Linked DNA regions of Triticum aestivum: region 2 is linked to region 1. Evidence: chromatin contacts called from public HiCAR-type data. All regions are on one chromosome and are shown on one strand. Each heading gives the region's core, a stretch centred on a gene start, on an enhancer-like site or on the middle of the called end of the contact. The rest is flanking DNA. Distances are from core to core; before and after follow the strand shown. Region 1 holds the start of LOC100873110 (protein REVEILLE 1). Region 2 has its middle 16 kb from the start of LOC123169190.

Evidence for each region. HiCAR-type assays count read pairs that join an accessible place to other places.
Region 2: a contact with region 1 is called in a HiCAR-type map of leaf, with 5 times the contacts expected there. The contact joins the enhancer-like site here to the promoter of LOC100873110 in region 1. A contact is called at or near these places in 5 of 5 Hi-C or Micro-C datasets (leaf, root and an unstated tissue) and 1 of 1 datasets of contacts at active chromatin or transcription factors (leaf).

What each region holds. Positions count from the first base shown.
Region 1 is chr7D:634,594,636-634,601,022 of IWGSC CS RefSeq v2.1, forward strand. LOC100873110 (protein REVEILLE 1) reads right to left here and starts at 4,682. Exons shown (of 6, transcript XM_044582059.1): 1 at 4,325-4,682; 2 at 3,387-3,491; 3 at 3,161-3,272; 4 at 3,007-3,068; 5 at 2,482-2,829; 6 at 1,262-2,385. The coding sequence starts at 4,348. The coding sequence ends at 1,585.
Region 2 is chr7D:634,663,672-634,670,311 of IWGSC CS RefSeq v2.1, forward strand. No RefSeq gene overlaps it. Among protein-coding and RNA genes, the nearest start is that of LOC123169190, 16 kb to the right of the region's middle. Within about 2 kb of position 3,045, at least 8 of the 8 cell types and tissues checked have an H3K27ac peak or open chromatin away from gene starts, as enhancers often do. A contact at or near this core is called in leaf and root, where this site is marked.

The DNA of each region.
Region 1 (6,387 bases), core at 3,432-5,931:
ATCGACGGTTGTGTTTGCCCAACTCATTGAGAGATGACTCCAGTTTTTCTCCATTGTATCTCAAAACGCACTTATCCTCATCAGGACAATTCAATAATTCACCCATCAAAATCTTTCTCAGTCTGGTTAGATGTCCAAGGCCTTCCAAAAATTTCTCAGGCTTGTCAACTTTACAGATATCTGACACTTCCTCTAGGGCTTGCATTCTCCCAAACATATCTCCAGGAAACACGGTGTCTTGGTCAATGAATAGGCGCACCAGTTTCAGTAGCAGGGCTATGCTTGATGACAATTTTCTAACTGAACTGACCCGTAAATAAAGAGTCTTTCTGATATCTTCAGGAAGCTAATAGCCGTGATTCCTGCACTCTGAATTCTGAAATACCTCGGTTGATAGAAAACATCCTATATTTCTTGCATGCTTGTTTTCCGTGACGAATGACCCCCACCACATATGTCAAACACGCGCAAAGACTGGGAGTCCACTAGTGGGGGTATCCGCTTTGTTTCTCCAAACACATTCCATGAGCGGATATGTAACTTGCTTCCTGTGATGGTATGGATTGCCCATTTATGTTCAAACCCACAAGATTGCAGCGAGAGTCGATGGTTCTTGTTTGGCAAAGGATTGCAGAGACGGTTTAAAACTGTGGCAAAATTCTCTTCATCTGATAGAGATATTATAAGGTCAAGCACCATATCATGAGCCTGACAATGTTTTTAAAATCATAATAGTGAACATTAACATCAACAAGCTGGATCAATCTTCTATTGATAAGTTCATTACAACAACTCTCTGCTTCTTGATACAAATTTACCCGTTTTGTCGCAATGAATCCTTCAGCTATCCATTTCCATTTCGGTTCTTCACATGACATATTTGCATCCTCTGGATATATACACAAGTACAACAAACAAGCCTTTATGGCCCCTACAATTCCCAGCACCTAAGTAGCCTCTGCTTCTTGCTTGACAGAATTGAATGGTCAGACATCGGCAAACATTGGAATGTTCAGCAACTGCATTGTTCAGACAAATATTCATAATTTGCCACTTGAGAGAATTGAATTTAGCAGCCATGGCAGGAAACTTCAAAGGCATGTATTGCCACCAATGGTGAACAATGTTTCCTTCCATGTCCCACTCTGAAACAACACGGCCAAGCTCTGCCTGCATGCTCAGGACAAAAGGCACCAGCATCTTCAGACTCTTACCAACACAACACCCAGCAACAACCAAACATGCCAGCCTCATTCATTCATTCAGAGAAATCGATTTCCATTAGGAATCAACAAGAGTGACACAAAAATTCTTTGCTTTTACATCAACAACATGAGACAGACAGAGAATTGGCATCCCTACAAAACCTCCTGCTTTTATCCTACAGCACATACAGCAACCACCTGTGCCCTGCTCTTCACAGGGCGCAGGCAGGAAACAACGCGCATTTCCCGGGCCAGACCGCCGCCAATCTCTATGTGCAAGTAAAACCTAAGAATATACCGGAGCAAAGGAATATGTGGAACAGGCTCCTCCTAGGGTTCATAGTTAAATTAGAAACGGGGAAGAAGATCCCCGCTTTCGTCATTCGACTCTACATCTTTTGTACGGCGCAAACCCCCTCACCGGCTCATCTCCGCTGCTGACGATCGGCTTCACTCTCACGAAGGCCGAGTTCGTGCTTGGTTTAAGCTGAAAATTAGAAACCGACGGAGGGGCCTGCGCTGTTCCAAGCGACTCAAGCACTTTCCACTGCTTGCTGGCTGTTGCCTGAGTATTGTCAACGAAGTCCGAGCTTGATTCAACTGGAGGGCTCTTCGCAGCTTCGCTCTCATCAGTAGCTTTTCCATTGTGTGCCACTGCACTCGGTCCACTTGGATGGACCATAGGAAACCCATAGTATGGCCACCACATGTGCAAACGGGCAATTCTGGCTTCCGCTGATTCCCCGAAATGGAGCGGGAATGAATTGTATGGAAGAACCCACCCACTTGGCGGCGCAGCGTATGCTTGAATTTCTACAGCCAATGGGGCTTGTGATGTTGCCTTGTAAGAGAATTCTGAGATTTGCTCTCCATTTGTATACGTCGGAACCTCTACAGCCAATGGGGCTTGTGATGTTGCCTTGTTAGAGGATTGTGAGATTTGCTCTCCCTTTGTATGTGTTGGAATATCTACAGCCAGTGGGGCTTGTGATGTTCCTTTGTTAGAGGACTCTGAGGGTTGCTCTCTGTTTTCATGCCCTGAGCCTGTATCCGGGGAGCATCTTTTCCTCGGGTCTGGGATAACGACCGTCTTCCCAAACAGCTTCACGCTTGTTACCTGTACCTCATCAGAAGAATCCTCTTCAGAGGTACCCGTATCTTTGTTTTCCTGATCAGCTTCCTGCGAAAGACACAAGAGCAGTCCAATAAGTTCAACTGGTCATTCAATAAGGATGTTCAGCAGTGCAGCTAACTGGGCTGAATGATGGTTGTTTACCTTGTGGGATTGATCTATCCCTGTTTGTTGACCTTCCCCTCCGTTCACCATTGGAAGAACAATATTCTCCTCATCTGACGACTCTGGGGAGGCACTGCGAGATGACGGGTTTGACATCGATGATCCAAAAGCATCCGACTGCATTGCAGATATCACCGACACGGGAGAACCATTCTCTTGGTCAGAACCAGAAGAAGATGACATATGAGCAAGCTTGGATTGACCATTTGCTGCGTTTGCCCCATTGCAGGAGTTCGCGCGCTTGCGAGGATATGGATGCAGTGGTTTCCTCTTTGGCCTGGGGGGAGGGATCTCGATCTCAATTTTAGCACCAGGTTCACGCACCACCTGCACGACAAGCAACCCCGCATGAGAAAACATGATCGACATTCAAATGGTTCAAATTAGCTGCCACCAATTCTGCTTCTACATTACATGTATGATACAAACATATAACATAAACCGCTGTCCACAGAGTGGCGTACAGGCCAAATGTATCATAACTACAGGAAGGGCCATAGTCACCTTGGAGAAAAACTTCTGGGCATGGCTTCGGATTTGGACAGCGGTCTTTGTGCCAATGTGTTCTAAAGAACAGTTCCGATGAATCAGCATCACTATTTCAACTACTTTAAATTATAATGCGAGATGCGTTATACTTAGAAAGGCTGACACACACCTTGTATCTGACGCCAGGACCGGCCATACAGCTTCAGCGCCTCCAGGAACTTCTCGTGCTCTTCCTCCGTCCACTTCTCCCGCTGCTTCGTGATCGTGTAGGGCTTCCTAGGCTAATCAATGCAAGACGAAGATCATTAGGCACCACGGCGGTGATATATGATACGCCGATGGGACCAACTAGCATATTTGTTCTTAGATCTCAAACTTGGGTAAGAAATGGCTACCTTGACAGGATGCTCACCCATCCCCTCCTCATTGGGCTCCATTGCAACATCCACCGATAGCCCTGTGCCGATCGGCATCCTAGATGAATCCAAGGCATCCCTTTCCTGGAGGCAAGAACAGAAGAAACAACATCAGTACTTCAGCCAGCCCAAAACACATTGCTGATCATGGCTGCAAACAGTTCCAAATACCAGCAGTAATTACCTAGCAAGCCAAAATAGTGTCCAATTTCACCACAGGGGGTAACTGAACATTGCGGCATAATTTGAGCTACAACTACAGATGTTTCTGATTAAACAGGATCAACATTCACATTGCTACTGGAGTACTGGTAAAAATCTACTATCAACCACTACTTGTTCTAGTAATAAAAAAGTGAGCTATGCTGATTGGTCCTCAACCAACCATGCATGAATTAAACGAAGACTGGTAACTACTAGCAGTAATTTTACAGTCAACACTGTAAAAGTGCAGCGCCAACAGAATTTTACCTAGGATGGAAAGCACCATCAATTGTTTCTGGATTTGGCACTCAGGCCTCCTGGCATGTGTTTGGTAGGTGGCTCTAAAATAATTATGGGATGGGAGTTGTGTCCTCCTGCCCATCTCTAGTTCTGGAAGCCTCTAAAGATATTCCGGTGGTGTGGTCTGTGTCCTCCCAAAACAGAAGTGTCTAGAAACAGGGCCTTTCTCCCAAGAGAAACGGATAAAAATCCCTCCCAAAAAAGTTGAAAGACGAGGTGGTACTGGTAATAATTGCAGAAATAAATGAATAAAAACTCTTTTTGGCAAATCATCTAACGGAGAAGCCGTCGAGAACAGAAATCTGGACGGTAAATCCCTCCCAAAAAAATGTTTTTACTGCGGAAGTAAAAATTCGCAGCAAGCGAGAACAGCCGGCGAATGCGCGGAGCAGGCAGAAAAAATGGATCTTTACCTCCGCGAGCGCCATGGAAGCCATGAGCCGTCCCCCGGGGTTCCAAATCTCGGCCTCCGCGTCACCGAGATCGAACGAGGCAGGCGGCAGGGACCACCACCAGCCGACGGAGCAGGCGGGGACGGAAGCAGCGGCTCTCGCCGGGATCGGCCAAAAAAACACCCCCCTCGGCGACCGGAGCCGGCCGGCGAAGCACCGCGACCCAAAGAAACCGACCCGAAACAGACGCAGCGAAAAGAGGCGAAACGAGCGGGGACGCTCCGGCGAGCGGCGCGGCTAAAAGGGGGCGCCGGGGCGGGGCGCGCACGTGCTGCCGGGGGAGGCGGAGGGAGGAGGAAGCGGAGGCGGAGGAGTAGGAGGAAGGTGGGGTGGAGGAGCGACGGAAATATATTTTCGCGAGGAGGGGCGGGGAGGGCGGCCACGTCACGCGCGGGGCCCGCCTGTCGGAGCCCCGAAATTTCCAGAAGCGCCGGCCAGCTCGTGGCTGTGGACGCCCCGGCCTCCCCCTTTCCTTTTCTGGCTTTGCCTCCCATTGGGCGCGCTTTCTCCCTTATCTGCTCCTCGGCCTACGTGTCCAAGTGTATATACAAGTGTATTCTCTTACTAGCTCAAAACAAAATTGTATTTTTTTCCTAGAGTAGTAGAATTTTTCTTTCTCGTAAATCTAAACGGATTCGGTACGATTTGCGTGTGATTTTTCTATCTAATTCTCCTGACATTATTTGTATGACGGTTTGGAATAATGTACCGAATTTCCCCGTGGTTTATTGTCTCATACATAATTTGTTTGACGGGACATTGTTGTTGCATTACAGGCTGTTACTGTGGTACGCGAAATAATGCACGTGACAACGCATGGGGGTCTCGGCGTTTTTGCACAAGTGGAGACGGAGGGGAAGCGAGGCGGAGGAGAGCCACGAATATCTGGAGCCATTCGAACATGAGAGGCCAGGAGCGAACCTCTGGAGATATTTCCGGGATAAATTGTAGCAATGTTGGTAAATTTTAGATAAGGCCAATTATGTAGTCATGGCACGAGTGGGCTTTCCCTTTCTCGGCTTGTCTAACATTGGTTCCTCTCGTCTTGGCCACATAGTGTTTGACACGTATTTCTCTAAATATAATTGTTGAGGAGATATGAGTGGTGATGTTACATTTGTAGCCCTCGTAGTGTGTGGCTAATAAAAGAATCTCTTCTCATTTTAACTTGATGATTTCATGAACTTATTCGAGAGACTTCGTATGTCTTGGATAGGAACCGTGCGCTCCAGACAAAAGGAAGCATTTATGTGCTTGTCATGTTTCCTCTCGTTCCAAAATAACCCATACATACAATGAGTATTTATTTTTTTGAAAAGAAGGGGAACCATCCGAACATATTTAAGAGCGACTCCAATTGACAATACGTCTGGCTCGACATTGTCAAATTGGCTAGTTGGATAAATCGTGTCGACGATTGTAAATTTCAGAATAAGTGCAACTCTAAAAACATGGTGTGCAAGTGGCCTTTCCATATCTCGGCTTGTCTAAATCTAGGCTTCTCTCCTTTTTCTTTGTCACATAAATTCAGACATTTTATTGTCCATTTAATTGACAGATGCATATATACGAGTTGTGATGCTACATATTTTTGGTCGTGCGGTGACGAGAAGATTCGACACAGTTTTTGTCGCTTCCTTGCGTTCCAGAGACTCTGTAAGTATTGAATGGACACTCGGACGCTCTACACCCACAAAAAAGAAGCACGAATCAACTCAATTGAAAAGCAGGCACAACTGTTCTTTGAACTCACCATATATCACGACGAACAAGCCCACGGTAGACTATAAAAAAACAATTTGTGCATCAAACTATTATAAGTGGGTTTTCTTCAAAAGGGAGAACAACGCCCGCCACCGCATCTATTACAGCTGCAAAATTTGCTATTACTGCTGTGTTTAGGGGAAACATGAGCTCTGCTTGGTGAGATTATTTAGTACTACTAATCTTGACACACCAAGCTGCTGCCTGTCCCAAACGATCAGCTGACATGATGAGGTATTTCTTAATGGGGATGCAGTGCA
Region 2 (6,640 bases), core at 1,795-4,294, 67 kb after region 1:
GAAGTATAGACATGACCCGGAACCCCTTCCGATCAATGATCAACATCGGAGCCGTGGACACCCATATTGACCCCTATACCCACACGAATGAATATTCGAGTGAACCTCCAGTTGCAGTGAGCTATTCCTGTTGCTTCGCGATATGTCACAAACACCCGAGGTGAGATTTATTGCATCCCCGCGGACGAACAATTTGTCCACCATGCAAGTTACCTCGTTACCGGTTTTGTTCTCTTTTCTCGTTTCCGTGTTCCGGCATCCCAGTGATCAAATCACAAGGTGTCTGGCCAGACGATTATGGATACCATAACACCGAGAGGGCCCGAGAATATCTCTCCATCATTGGAGGAGCAAATCCCAATCTTGAGCTATCAAGTTACTTGACATACTTTTCCATGAACCCGTAAGCCGCCGTAATAGCCACCCATTTACGGATGACGTTTAACAAACCCCAAAGTTCATGAAGCAAGCATGAAGAAACTCGATACTCTCATGGTCTAAGGAATCATGCAAACGTTAACCATCTCTGTGTTATGTACCATTAAGTTGTGATGAATGAATCTCATAGCATAACATCAATCCGGGTCGATTCAACACAAATGTTCTCTTAACATTGTGCCCTCAAAATTGATGGCATAGACATGCCCATGATCAGGAAAACAGAACCATCATGCAACACTTGAGCTAGTCTTAGAGGCCAGACTAGGAATACTTCTTACCGTTTATTATTCCACACGTGCATATGAGTCTCCCTCCGAGCCTCGTGGATATTGCAGACTCGAGAATCATTGCAGTTATAGCATGGAACATAAACATAATTATGAACTTGGAGATAAATAATATAATTTATTATTGCCTCTAGGGCATATCTCCTACACGCCCTAGGCCGGCCGGCCTCCCCCCTTGCTCCTTTATATACGGGGGCAGGGGGCACCCTAGAACACACAAGTTGATCATTGATCTCTTAGCCGTGTGCCCCCCTCCACCATAATCCACCTCGGTCATATCATTGCAGTGCTTAGGCGAAGCCCTGCGCTGGTAGCTTCATCATCACCGTCATCACGCCATCGTGCTGACGAAGCTCTCCCTCGACACTCTACTGGATTGTGAGTTCGTGGGACGTCACCGAGCCGAACGTGTGCAGATCGCGGAGGTGCCGTACTTTCGGTGCTAGGATCGGTCATCGTGAAGATGTACGACTACATCAACCGCGTTGTCATAACGCTTCTGCTTACGGTCTACGAGGGTACATAGACAACACTCTCCCCTCTCGTTGCTATACATCACCATGATCTTGCGTGTGTGTAGGATTTTTTTTTGAAATTACTACGTTCCCCAACAATCGCCGCTTCATTGGCCCCGATAACAGACAGAGTAAAATGGCAGGAATAATTGTTCTCATTGATGATTGTGGTTACAATAATAGTCCACAAAGGGACACTTTGTTCCCAAAGGGACACCTACTACATCGGTTGTATCCCTTCGGATGGCAATTGGAGATAGGAGAGATTAACTCTTAATTAACACGTGGGATATTTAAATCTCGACACTACCCCTAATCTCTACTATCCTTGTAAACATCATCTTCATCATCTTCATAAGAGCTCCTTCAAAAACCATGCAGGGAAAATACGAGGAGATATACGTAATATGTCATGAAAAACTCCTTCCGAAAACCCAGTGGAAAAATAAGAAGAAAATGTATTACTATTGCCTCATTAAAAACCTTCTATGAGAAACCATATAGGAAAAACTCATAAAGGGAACAAGAGTGCGATATCTAAGATCCAAAGATCTTGAACATGTTATCATATGGGAGTTCCATTAACATGATAATCGAGATTATCACTTGACTTTGTTTGCAAAATATTTATCTTCCCACCTCCTTTTAACTTATGGGGAAGAAAATACTTTCAAAGCAATACACTTTGTAACTACTACTTATAACCTCTCTGCATCTGTGTAATACAAACAACATTATCTTCATAGATAATGGTGGGTGGTTCCTACCAATCAATCCCACTTGAACTTTCAACAAAGTTCATCATTCTGCGAAGTCACATACATTCAAGTGATGCTTTATGCAAATCAACAATTTAAGATTGATTAATGGATGCAGCCACTAAAATATGTCTTCTCGACTTCTCAGAAAAGGTCACACCTTCATTTGAGGAGTAAAATGGCAGGAATAGTTGTTTTCATTGATGACTGTGGTTACAATATATAGTCCACGAAGGGACGCCTACTACATCGGTCGTATCCCTTCAGATGGCAATTGGAGATAGGAGAGATTAATCCTTAATTAACACGTGGGATATTTGAATCTCAACAGGCCCCACAGGAAAGCGCACCGGAGATCGCTTCACGCTTCACGCCAGCCACCCTTCTTTGTTTTGTGTTTGTTTACTCATCTGCCACTGACCAGGATTAGGTATAAGCTCGGGTTAGCTTACCAATGAGATGCAACCTGACGTGAAGCTTGTGTTTGTTTACTCATCCCCTCCCCTCAATGTGTGACACGTGGCATTTTAGTTAGTCTGATGAGCTGCTGGTGTTCTTACGATCCTTCTGAATAGTAGAGCTTACGCACAGGAAATGTTTCTTGGTCGAAAATCAGAAGCAGGTCTAAATGGACTGGAGGGGAGGGGATGGGAGAGGGACCTCAGCCATAAAAGGCAAGATGGATCTCCCAGTCTTAACACGCAGCAATTTATGAAATCCAAGATAATATGAGCCACAAATCAAGTGCCTACGGCCTTCCACACATCACGTCACATGCCATTATCCGGTTAACCGCTAATTACACTATCAAACAACCTTGATCAAATTAACTCTTGTGGTCCGAAGTGAGGAACAAGAAGAAGGGTGGGTGGGTGCAAATATCTTGCGGCTGATATCAATCTGAGATGAGACAAATCGTGCAAGTGGCGCCTCTCCGTTTCCGATAGTTTTACGATGGTAAATTAATTGCAGCGAGAGGGGCGGCTCACGTCCACTGATCCCGTGCCCATGTGACGTGGATCCACCTCTGGCCATTTTTATGTGTCTCGGCGCTTTCCGCCACCTCACTGCCTGGTGGGCCCCACGAGGAAAGCGCAATGAAGATCTGCCAGTCACTCTTTGCCGCTACTATATTTTATTTTATTTGTGCAGTTGTCACGGTCCATCCAAGGTCAGATAAGCTTGTGTTAGGTTAACGGAGAGGTTAGCTCAGCTAGTCTAATGACGGTGACACGTGGCAGCAACCATACCGGCCGGCGATGCAGTCTTGTGTATTTCATCCCTGAAAACATTCTTTCACTCGGTCCGACTTTTGATTCGCAGGAATTCCAAAACACATTAATATGAAAAGTACATGATTTAGAGTGGCATGTCTACATGAAACCAGTAATAATAATAATAATAATAATAATAATAATAATAAAATGTTAGAGTAGATGCTAGATTCCTATAAATTTTAACACTCTTATATTTCTTTATAGAGGAAGTACTTAAGAAAATTCTTATGGAATCCAATCCTACTAATCAAATGACTAACGTACGGAATAGAAAAAATTCCTATGAGGATCCTAATTCTCCAAATAAAAAAAAAGTATAAAATCTCTTTGAATCGAAGAGAGAAAGCAGTGGGTGTGGAACCGTGGAAGCTCAGTCCGAAAACTTATCTTTCTTGTCAAGTGTAGCTCTCATTCGCCTTAACTGGCTGTAAATTAGAAATGGCAGGATAATGAGAGCCACAAGCTAGGTGCTCACCACGTGATGCTGGCTTTGCCGCTTTTCTGCTAAATTGGAAATGAAGAGCAACTAGTGATTGTTTGTAAAGAGAAATGCGGGTTTGGAATGAAATTGAGAGATCGACTGAGATCCAGATACCCATCCACCAGTTCATAATGGAAAGTGAGGACCGAGGTGCGATTGATAATCAATCATATCCATCCATCCATCCAAGTCATGAGGGTCTCCCATTTATTAATGTGTGCATGACTAGGCACGAAGAAGATAGAGGCCGTGTGCAACGGGATTCCTTTTTCCTGTGACCGCATGCATCGCTCAGATGAGGTCGGGGTCATCCTTCTTTTCTAATTTTTTTTTCTTTTCGGGCTGTCCAACTTTGCTGACACTCTCCCATATTCTTTTCGTCGACTCTTTGTTTTTTCGTAAGAGAACCGCGTGAGAACGTCCTTATGAGGGACCTTCTTGTAGTTCATGTTGTTTCTAGGCCTCCTTTTGCATTATCTGGGTCCCTCATAACTAGTGGTCCAAAAAAAAGGCATGAAAAAAAGGAGACAGGGCCTGCTAGTTGTGTGACCACATGGAACTACCTTGATGCTTCCCGCCACATCACTGCCTCGTTGGACCCACAGAAAAGCGCACCGGAGATTGCAACGCCAACCACGCATATTTGTTTTGCGCTTGTTTATTCATCTATCACTGACCATGATTACGTAAGCTCTGGTTAGGGCATGTACAATGATTGATAAGATAGTCTTATTTTAAGTTTTGCATGTAATTTAGAGATGACAAAAAAAGAGTCTATAATGGGTCATCTCTTAGCCTTATCTTCAATAACTAGCAATTCCTAAAAATGTGGTGCGACATATTGGGTTAAGAGATCATCTCTTGTCTTTTCTTAAACAAGAGAAGACAAGCCTTTTCTTATGAGTTCTCTCCCATTCACCTCATCATTGATCCTACGTGGCACTCCTAAGATAGCACCATTGTACATGCCCTTAGCTAACTATGCAAAAAAAAAGGCTCAGGTAAGCTTAATGATGCCACCTCGCGACTCAACAACGAGTGATATGTGGCATTTTAGTTTAGTCTAATGAGCTGTTGGTGCCCTTGTGAAAAGTAGAACTTCCACAAGCAATGTTTCTTTGGTCGAAAATCTGTTGCAGGTCTCAATGGAGTGAAGGGATCTCCACGGCTCACCATCCAAGGTAATGAGAGCCACAAATCAGGTGCCTACGGCCTACCACACGTCACGTCACATGTATGGTTTCTTCTTCATTATCGGCTCCCCTGCGGCTTACCAGACTGGCTTAAACAAATTAACGCTAGTGGTCCGAAAAGACAGAGAGGAAGATGGGTGTGTGGGTGCAAATATCTTGCGGCTGATATTAATCTGGGACTCCAGTCTGGGACCAAATCGTGCAAATGGCAACTCTCCAGTTCAGATGAAGTAGGAGTATGATCATTTGTGTCATAAAATAATTGCAGCGGGAGCGGCGGCTCACGTCCACTGATCCGGCTCTGAGGTGAGGTGACGTGAATCCTAATATAACCACTTTTATCTACCAAAAATCTTGACGCTTTCCGCTTTCCCACACCTCACTGGCCGGCGGGCCCCACAAGGAAAGCACAGTGAATATCTCACGGAACAAAAATAAAATAAAATAAAATAAATCTCAAGGTCGCAATCAAGCCACTCATACGTTGGGTTAGCAGAGAGGTTAGCTTTAGCAGATATCTTTGATGTGACACCGACAGTAAGTCTGCGCTGCACCAGTGCACCTGGCATTCATTCTAGCAACAAGTTTAGTTAGGGCATCTCTAACGCTGACCCTTATTGATGTAAAAATACACTGATCCTCAAACCACCCGCAACCGTTTTGACTCAGCGGATCGGACTTAATTCGCCATCCAATGCGGTACACCATCGGTTCACGTACCGCCTGGTTTTTCTTTTGCTGGTTCATTCGCAGGAATTTCAAAACCTAGTAATATGAAAAGTATAGGATTTAAAGTGACATGTCGATTTGTGCCCTACTACCTCCATCCTAAATTACTTGTCGCTCAAGTGGATGTATCTAGATGTATCTCAATGCTAAATTCATCTATTTCAGCGACAAGTAATTTCGGACAAAGGGAGTATAAGATAGTACTAGATAGTGTTTGATGACTCGGATTTTTTTTTTAAAAAAGTGGCTAGAGTGAATGCTTGATTTTCTTGAATTTTGAAGAAACAAATGATTACTTAAGGAAAAATGGTATAGAATCAAATCTGATGAATCAAATAACCAACTTAGAGAAAAAACCCTAATAATTCTAATTAAAAAGCCCATATAAAATCCTTTAAATCAAAGAGAGGCCAGTCGGTGTGGATGCTTGATCTGAAAACTTTTCTTTCTTATCAAGAGTAGAACCTACATTAAAAAAACACAGACCTAGCATTTGTACATTTTTTTAAACACAGACCTAGCCTTTATACATAAAGAAATTGAAATCATGTGGCAACGCACGGGCACGTACCTAGTTATGTAAAATAATCGTAGGGGAGCACAGGCTCACCGCTCACGTCCACTGATCCGGTTCTGAGGCGACGTGGATCCTACTATGACCACTTTCATGTATCAAAAATCTTGGCGCTTTCGCGCACCTGAATGGCCTGCTGGCCCCACAAGGAAAGCACAGTGAATATCTCACGGAGCAAAATAAAATAAATCTCAAGGTCGCACGCCAACCACTTATTTGTCACAGTCCATCCAAGATTTGTTAAGCTCTAGTTAGGTTAGCAGAGAGGTTATCTTTAGCATATATCGTTGACGTGTCATCTGCAGGAAGTCTGCCCTGCCCCAGTGCACATGTCATTCATTCTACCAATAGGTTCAGTTAGGGCATGGCCGACGGACCACGCAGG